3 separate regions of the Sus scrofa genome follow, and all the other regions are linked to region 1. The links are chromatin contacts, called in public Hi-C and promoter capture Hi-C maps. All regions are on one chromosome and are shown on one strand. Each heading gives the region's core, a stretch centred on a gene start, on an enhancer-like site or on the middle of the called end of the contact. The rest is flanking DNA. Distances are from core to core; before and after follow the strand shown.

Region 1 (2,710 bases), core at 62-2,561:
TGGGGATTTTTTGGAAGTTTGAAAAACTCAGGTTTTTAGCCATAGGATCAAAGGCATCCTAAATACCTATCTTTACTGTCAAAACCATTTAAAAGCCCAAAGACAAGCATCTTCTGTCCCCTAACTGGGTTTTAAATCGCAAAGAGAGAAAAGAGAAAGTGAGACATCTGCCTAGAGTGGCAGGCAGCTGCTGAGAAGTCTGAGCGAGCCCCCATAAGGATAACTTCCGAGATCCTATAAAGTCAGTCTCCCCTTTACCAGTGCTCTACACAGGTTTGCCTGGTTGGGGTGAAAAGAACCTCAAAACACTCCTAGAGCTGTCAAACCCCTGAGAGCAATCAAATTTGACAACTAACTAAAGCTATCTGCGCAGATTGGAGATGATAACTTCAAGAACAACCAGATACGTCTCCAAGAGTTATGTTAGGGGTTCTCCAGGGGTACCCTCCAACGGTCCCTGAGCTGGCCCAAGAGTAGAAGGCGGCCCCCTCCAGGGAGGGAGCTGAAGTAAAGAACGAAAGACTACAGCAAAGCACGTGGTAGGGAAGCTAGTGTCAGGGACTGTAGCGGAGGAAGGGAGCCGGCGATCCGCTGGGGACCCGGCAACACGTGCCGGCTAGGCTCCTGACGGCGGGGAGCAGCGACAAAATAGAGGAGCGTTTCGTTTCCGAGGTGGCCTCCCTGCTGCCAAAATCAGAGGCAGAGATCCAGACAGAAGGATGAAGAGCAGGACATACGCCCTGCCTCCTTACCAAGGGCCTAGGGTCGGAGCCAGCCGGGGCCCCGCTCTGCGCTCTTCCCTGCCACCCGCCTGCATCTTCACAGACTCCAGCCCAGGCCTAGCCGCTCAGGTCCCAAACGCGATAACGAGCCTTCCCACCACGCCAAACCCAGCAGACCCGCGGGGGGCCCTCACTAGCCCACTCTGCATGACCCCACCGCTCCAGCCCCTCACCGGCTCGTCAAGCACCGTCCCCCTTGCCTCTCCCTCCCAGCCTCGATCTCCGGACCCCCGAGGCCGCACTCACGGTTGGCGATGTCGCCCCCCATCTTATACTTGGTCACGACCAGGTCCTCGGCGATAGTCTGCTCCTGTTGCTCGTCCTCGCCCGACATCTTCCCACCACCACCACCGCAGCCTCGTTTCTCCTGAGCCGCTGCCTCTGTCGCCCTTCCCAACCACAGGCTGTGGCCAGAGCCCCTTCGATCCGCGAGGAGAGCGCGAGCAAAAGCGCGAGCAAGCTAGGGAGCGGGCGGGCGAGAGCGAGAAACTGCGAGCGCGCGGGCTGATGCGCAGGGCATGCTGGGACAACGAGTCCCTCCCGCCGCCAGCCTCTAGCTGCCCTCGCGGACTCGCGAACTACAATTCCCAGCCTGCCTTTCGCGCCCCTAAGCCAGGCCCTGGGGCCTTGCCCTCCGAGGGCCTCGCACGCCGGAATCGCCAAGCACGCTGGGAAGGGTCAGGCTCCGGCGGGAAGGCGGAGCCGTTGGAGAGCATGAGGGGAAGCGTGGTCTCTCCCGGAAAAACCATATCCACCAGGAGCGCTGAGCGAGAACCCGTAATAGAGGGAGGCGGGCTAAGGGAGAAGGGGGCGGAGCTACGGCGGGGACGTGGGTTTGGAGGCTGCGGGGCAGGGTGGAGCAGAGACGAGTGGGGGTGATTGTATCAAGGGCGGGGAGGCTGGGTACGCCCTTCCTCGGATCCCTGGAGCGGCAGGCGGACCGGCCTGGCCAGTCCGATCGTCCTCAGGTGCTGGGAGGGGCAGAGCGAGTGTGGAAGGAGACCCGGAGTGCGTGGAGCAGGGACTAACTGGGCACCAGATTTCTGTGGGATTATCCATGTACAGCCTTCCAAGTCTAGAGGCCGGCTCCCTCTGAAGATGGCACTATTGTTCCAACAACAGGCTTTGATGGCACCTAAGACGGACACTTTTTTTTAAAGTTGTGAAACGTTTGAGAGTTTCAGTATTCTACCTCTTGGGGCCTTTTCTAACTGCCCCAAACGTGTTTTGTTTGGTTGTTTTGTTACTCCCAGTTAGTCGGTTGCCCTATACAGATTCCTAGTAAAACGCTTAAATGAAAAGGACTGTACCCTTTGCTTGTCTAAAGAGACTATAAGGAAAGTGGGGCTGGAGAAAGCTACAGGGGGCCAAGTAGGACTGTGGGGAGACAGAGAAGGAAGCATGCCATGGTAGCCATTCTCTGCTGTGGAACGGAGAAAAGGGCTGATCTGTCCACTCACTAAAGTTTGTCGTTAGACAAGAAGCTGCAAAACCTTGGCATCTTTATTCAGACATGTATAAAAACAAAACAAAAACTTGAGGGATAAAAACAGATACTCCCAGTTTCCCATTCAAAGGAACTGAGGTCTGAAGCCGGGTCCTCTTTTTCATCTCCACTGGAAGCTTCCCACTACTGAATGAGAACTGCTCCTAAAAAATGGCTCTGGGGACCGTCTGAGTCTGTCCCTTAGGCAGATATCATATGTAGCACACGAAGATTACGGTTTACACAGAGATGTCCAGTTATTTTTCCTTCTGTCCACCCCCTTACTCCCACTTGCTGAGATGAGCAGTCCAGGTGTAGGAGGAGGCTGTGGATATTGGGGTTAGACTTGATTCAGTGCAAACACAAGAAGACAATACCTCTTACTAGTGCTCTGACTTTCATCAGTTTTCTTTGACACCTTACACTAAGAGCATGGTGCATT
Region 2 (2,710 bases), core at 111-2,610, 220 kb after region 1:
GTGGACACCCCCAGGGCCACTCTGTTCGTTGCCCCCTGAACTCTTGCAAGTCGTAGTCCAAGCCCCGTGGGCTAAATGCAACCAGTTTGGGGGTTGGAGGAAGGGGACAGGGTGTGTGTGTGTTGGGGGGGCTGACATCACAGGGCGGGCCCCTCCAACTCTTTTCGTTTTGTGTGGGGGGACCCAGTTTGCCTATTGATGTAGGCTGGGACCACAGACCCCGCAACCGTAGGAAGGAAGGGTCTTGGAGAAACGCAAGAGGTTTGAGAAAAGGTCTCTGAATACTTCAGCGCTGACTCAACAACTCGAAGCTCTCAAACCCTCTACTGGTGTCCCAGCGCCCCCCTACTCCGGCTTGGTTTCTTCCACTTCCCAGAGAATTGGAGTATTGTTTTCTGGAGAACTTGGTTTTCGGGACCCGGGACCCGGGATCCAGGATCGGGGGAAGGGGCTCTTACTGGTCTGGGGTTGCCGGCGAGGGGTTCATGGGTAGAAAAACTTGCGGAGCAAGACGGAGTCTGGAAGGGGGACTAACGGAGAGAGGCGTGTGGAGAGGAGGGGACGCACAGAGAAGGGAGCCAAGCCGGGTCTGCGTGGGGGCGGGGAAGCGTGTCGACGTCGACAGACAGCTTGGTATGCAAACGAGATGCAAAGCAGCAAGCAGATGAATCCAGTGTTTTTTGGCATTCCGCTCGGGTCCAGAGCCTAGCGAAGCTACGCTCCCATTCCTCTGGCCCAACTTCGTGACGAGGCCTGAGAGTTCTACCCAGAGGGGCGGATCCGGGCCGTGGGAGCTACAGTTGTACCGGGCAGTTCGCCAGCTGGGTCAGGCGCTGCGGAGACCGTGGGTTGCTGGGAAAGAAGGAGCAGTGTAGGAGGGCCAGGGTGGGGTCAGGCCTGGGGCGTCCTTCCCTCCATTCTACCTCTGCACGATACTAAAGGGCCTCTGACCTCGTTACAGCCAGCAGGGAAGTGATCAGAACGGTGGCTCCCCTATGCTCCCGGGTTTTGTCTGCAAGGGAAACAGACTGGCTCGGTGGCTTTCCTCTAACCCCTGGTTTTGGCAAAGTCCAAAAATACTGCCAGAGGGACCCTGAGACTCTGCAACCACTCCACAGGCACTGCTGCAGCGTCCACTTGCTTCGCTTCCAAGGGTGCAACCTTCGCGAATTCCACTTCAGCACGCGGAGGGAGGAAGGAGAGGGACCTTTAAGGGGCGGGACCAGCGCTTCCTCAAGGCCGCCTCTTCCGATTGGACTCGGCGCTTTACCGAACAGGCTCGCGCCTCCGCCAACCGCTTTTACTTCTCCTTCCCGTGTCTTCCCTGGTGACCCCGGAAGTGGAAGTAAGCGCAGGTCGGCGGCAGCGGCGGGCACGGAAGGCGGAAGCAGAGCGTGAGCGGGAGGCGGAGCCGGGGGAGCTGCTCTCGTAGCTCCCCCTGGCCCTAGGCCCAGCTGCTCGAGGGGGAGGAGTTACCGCCGCTCTTAGGTACGTTACCTTCGTCCACCTAGCCCTGAGGGTTCGAGGGTTGTCTCTCTCTGGGACAAACCCAGACTCCGCCCTAGATTTTCCTTAAGGGCCGCTCGGTCCCCACCCTTTTCTGGCAGCTTGTGGTCCCCTTTCCAGTCCTTACTTTTTAACCAAGAGTGACCCCCAGGATCGCACCCTTTACGGTACCTCCCTTTTCCCTGGATTCATGGTTATAGCTTTCTGGTGAAAGAGAAAAGTAAGGGGGGTGGGGGGAGGGAGCAGGTTGTCGTATTGGCTTTATTGCTGGGGTAATGAATGCGCCAGAAGAACTCGGTGCATTCAATGTATCCCTAATTTAAGATTATCTAACCTCTTTCTTGGACCTATCCTTGATCATCTCCACCTTGATACCTCTGTTACAGGTATCAGAATTTACCATGATGGCTGTGACCTAATATCCTCAGGAAGCCCCGGGGTCATGGCCCAGAAGCACCCCGGAGAAAGAGGGTTGTGTGGAGCCCACCACAGTGGTGGTGCCTCCCTCAGGACTCTAGGACCCTCTGTGGACCCTGAAATACTTTCATTCTCAGGACTCAGGGACTCAGCCGGGCCTGCTCCTAATGGTGCCCGCTGCCTCACAGAGCACTCTAGTCCTAAGTACACACAGCCCCCAAATCCAGCTCACTGGTCGGATCCAAGCCATGGCCCCCCAAGGGGTCCAGGACCCCCTAGGAATGGAGAGGACCCTGATCAGAGTGAGGCATCTTCAGAAGAAGAGTCAGGAGTGGACCAGGAACTCTCAAAAGAGAATGAGGCTGGGTACCAGGAGGATGGGAACCCTTCCTTTCTTTCCATTCCATCTGCTTGTGACTGCCAGGGAATCCCTGGAATTCCTGAAGGGCCTTATTCTCAGGGAGGAGATAGCTCTTCTAGCAACTTTTGCCACCATTGTACCACTCCAGCTTTGGGGGAAGATGAAGAGTTGGAAGAGGAATATGATGATGAGGAACCTCTTAAGTTCCCCAATGATTTTTCACGTGTGCCCAGTGGAAAGAAACCTCCACCGAGGAGACAGCGGCACCGCATTCCAGCCAAGGAGGATACTCGGGAGGGTGGACGCAGAGATCCTAGGTCCCTGGTCGACATCGGCTTGGTCGGAAACGGAGTCAGGCAGATAAGCGCAGAGGACTGGGATTGTGGGGAGCAGAGGAACTGTGTCAGCTTGGACAGGCAGGCTTCT
Region 3 (2,710 bases), core at 73-2,572, 170 kb after region 1:
GTCTTCTTTAGGGTCTGGGCTCCATCATACCCCAGTCAGTTATTGGTTGGGGTGGGAGGAAGAAAGGCCAAGAAACATCTAAGGAGGAGGCGTCTAATGCCTACAGTTCCAGGTGCTCATTTCTTTAATCAACCACATCATAAAAATCAGAAAGAAAGAAACCACAATGAACAAAGGGAAAGGAAAAAACAACAGCCTTGTTCTCCCCAGCCTCTTCGTTCCCCTCTTCCTCCTCAGGGTGGTGTGTGTGGGGGGGCACATCCGGAGTTCAGGGTTGGGTCCCAGGCAGGTCTACTAGGCAGACAACTGAGTTTCATTTCCTGTCAACCCCAGAACTGAGGCAGGATGACTGAGGGCATATAGGGGGCCTAGGATTGGGTGGTCAACAGGAGCCACTTTAGGACTGCTTCTTGCAGAAAGGTCCATAGATTAGCCCACTAGTACTAGTACCAGAACTTCTCAGTACAGTAAGGACCAATGCATCCCACTAGTTTTTACAAGCTTCATCTTACTCCTACCTTTAATCATTAGTAACAGGGCTACGGACAGGATACTAAACCCAGCAGGGATGAAGCACATTTGTTGAAAGAGCAGGGGTTAAAGATGGCAGTGTTAGAACACTTGCAATGACTTTGTATTGAATGCAAGTCAGTTTTTAAATGAGTCTTTTTGAGATCTTTTTTTTTTTTTTTTTTTTTGTCTTTTGTTGTTGTTGCTATTTCTTGGGCCGCTCCCGCAGCATATGGAGGTTCCCAGGCTAGGGGTTGAATCGGAGCTCTAGCCACCGGCCTACGCCAGAGCCACAGCAACGCAGGATCCGAGCCGCGTCTGCAACCTACACCACAGCTCACGGCAACGCCGAATCGTTAACCCACTGAGCAAGGGCAGGGACCGAACCTGCAACCTCATGGTTCCTAGTCGGATTCGTTAACCACTGCGCCACGACGGGAACTCCTGAGATCTTCTGAATTGGATCTCTGGTGGGACTCGGGAAGGTGAAGTATGGGAGGGAAGGCAAGCTGTGACCCTAGAAAACTTCTCAAGTTTCATTTCAAAGCTGTAGCAAGTTCCTGGTCAGCCACTGCTCTTAGGATTTGTTGTTGTTGTTCTTTAAGTGGGAAATGCAGACTGGTGTAAGAGGTGGCCAGTAAGTCCTTCTGTTGGATATCAACCTAAACCAAAGTGGGGGATTTGGAGGAAGATAAACGAGTGAATAAGGAAAAAGCAACATGAGGGGAGAAGGGGGCAGGGCAGACACCTGAGGAGAGGAACCTGTAGCCGGCCCCTCCCAAGCTGCAGGGAAACGAGTTCAGCAGGACTTAGCCCAGAAGGAACGAGATTTGCCGAAAAGAGAGGGGGAGGGAGAACCTTTGGGTTGTCTAAAGAATTGGGAGGCACGGGGCAGGGCAGGGCTGCAGAGGGAGTGACCGCATGGCCCAGATTATTGGCGCATTGCCCTGCTTTGGATCCCCAGTCACAGTGCCTCGGACGAGGTTAATTAGAATACTAACTGGGTCCGCCCAGAAGCCTTCACCTTGCCCTCCTGACCCTGGGGCCAAGCCCGAGAAGGGTCCCGAGTCGAAGGCCGGAGCAAACTGGGGCCGTAGTCACTTCGTCGCCCGAGTCTCCGGGACCGCTCCAGGGGCAGAGCCAGGCCAGGGCTGCCCGCCCAGCCTGGCCCGCCGCCTCCAAAGCCGTAGAAGCCGCGGGCAACTCTGAGGCTGCGGGGACAGGTGACTGACCGGCAGCGTCCTCCGCATTGCACGCCCCTCTCGCGGTTCTCGGTTCGAAGGGTCGAGCTGAGCGGCCAAGGGCAATTAGCACGCGCTTTCGACCTCCCCACCTTCTAAGAGAGGGTCAGTTGGGGTCTTCGCCCCCAACATGGAGCGCCCCAGTGCGTTCCCAGAGCTACGCTGCCCCGCCCCAGGTCCCCCAGATGCTCTGGGACCTGGGTTCAGGCTCGGGCCTGAATATTCTTCCTTTTCTCACTTATTAGCCCCTCCTCCCTTCCTGGGTGCAGGTGGGCCTTGCCCCCTTTTCTCTCGCAGGTCCTAGACGGACGAAGAGTGTCTATGAGGAGAGGAGCTGTGCCTCGGAACTTTTCTCGGCATCCAGAGAACTGCTATATACGCAGCAGGCGCTCACTTAACGGTATCAGTGGCAGTAAAAGAGCCCACGGGCTCTTAGATTAAAGTCTTCCGCTTCTACTCGCTTCCTCCTCCTCCGCTTCAGTCTATGAAATGGTGTACTCTCCCTTTAAGACTAAAATGGTGGCTTGCTGCGATCCACTCCACTTCCGGTGGGGAGGGGGGCGGGACCCCAGCCCGCTCACGCCGGAAGTGGTTTGCGTTTTCAAGATGGCGACTCCCTATGTAACTGACGAGACCGGCGGTGAGTGCGGGAGACGCGGAGCCGCTTCTCCCCGGGCTCTCGGGGCAGGGGTTCGGACTTGGAAAGGGGTCTGTGCCCCGCCCATCCCGGGGCCCCTCCTTTGCCCCGCCCTCCGGACCGCCTTCCCCATTCATTCTCTCCTACGGGGTGTCACCTGCGCCCCCTTCTGGTCTCGTGTTTGGGGGTCTCCGCTTCCGGTCACCCAAACCCAGGGGTCCTTCAGTGCTGGTCTTTGCTCCGGGACCCTCGTGGACCCTTAGCTTTTCTCCAGCAGTTGGAGTCTCTATATCTGCTTTGGGTTCTTCAGCCTTGGGGGGGC

The links. Promoter capture Hi-C pulls out the DNA fragments that hold promoters and counts their contacts. A called contact is a pair of places that touch in the nucleus more often than the background predicts.
Region 2: a promoter capture Hi-C map of fetal liver shows a contact between it and region 1, with 2.1 times the contacts expected there. The contact joins the promoter of DNAJC14 here to the promoter of PA2G4 in region 1. A contact is called at or near these places in 1 of 5 promoter capture datasets (fetal liver), 2 of 47 Hi-C or Micro-C datasets (blood and heart right ventricle) and 1 of 2 datasets of contacts at active chromatin or transcription factors (alveolar macrophages).
Region 3: a Hi-C map of liver shows a contact between it and region 1, with 4 times the contacts expected there. The contact joins the promoter of PYM1 here to the promoter of PA2G4 in region 1. A contact is called at or near these places in 4 of 47 Hi-C or Micro-C datasets (blood, heart right ventricle, liver and 1 more) and 1 of 2 datasets of contacts at active chromatin or transcription factors (alveolar macrophages).

What each region holds. Positions count from the first base shown.
Region 1 is chr5:21,494,598-21,497,307 of Sscrofa11.1, reverse strand. It overlaps PA2G4 (proliferation-associated protein 2G4), which reads right to left and starts at 1,311. Exons shown (of 14, transcript XM_013988304.2): 1 at 1,029-1,311. The coding sequence starts at 1,116. ERBB3 (receptor tyrosine-protein kinase erbB-3) reads right to left here. Exons shown (of 28, transcript XM_021091799.1): 28 at 2,268-2,710.
Region 2 is chr5:21,271,885-21,274,594 of Sscrofa11.1, reverse strand. It overlaps DNAJC14 (DnaJ heat shock protein family (Hsp40) member C14), which reads left to right and starts at 1,360. Exons shown (of 8, transcript NM_001185066.1): 1 at 1,360-1,488; 2 at 1,893-2,602; 3 at 2,605-2,710. The coding sequence starts at 1,949. LOC100523964 (transmembrane protein 198-like) reads right to left here and starts at 1,188. Exons shown (of 4, transcript XM_021091778.1): 1 at 1-1,188.
Region 3 is chr5:21,327,941-21,330,650 of Sscrofa11.1, reverse strand. It overlaps PYM1 (partner of Y14 and mago), which reads left to right and starts at 1,322. Exons shown (of 4, transcript XM_005663885.3): 1 at 1,322-1,733; 2 at 2,021-2,151. The coding sequence starts at 2,073.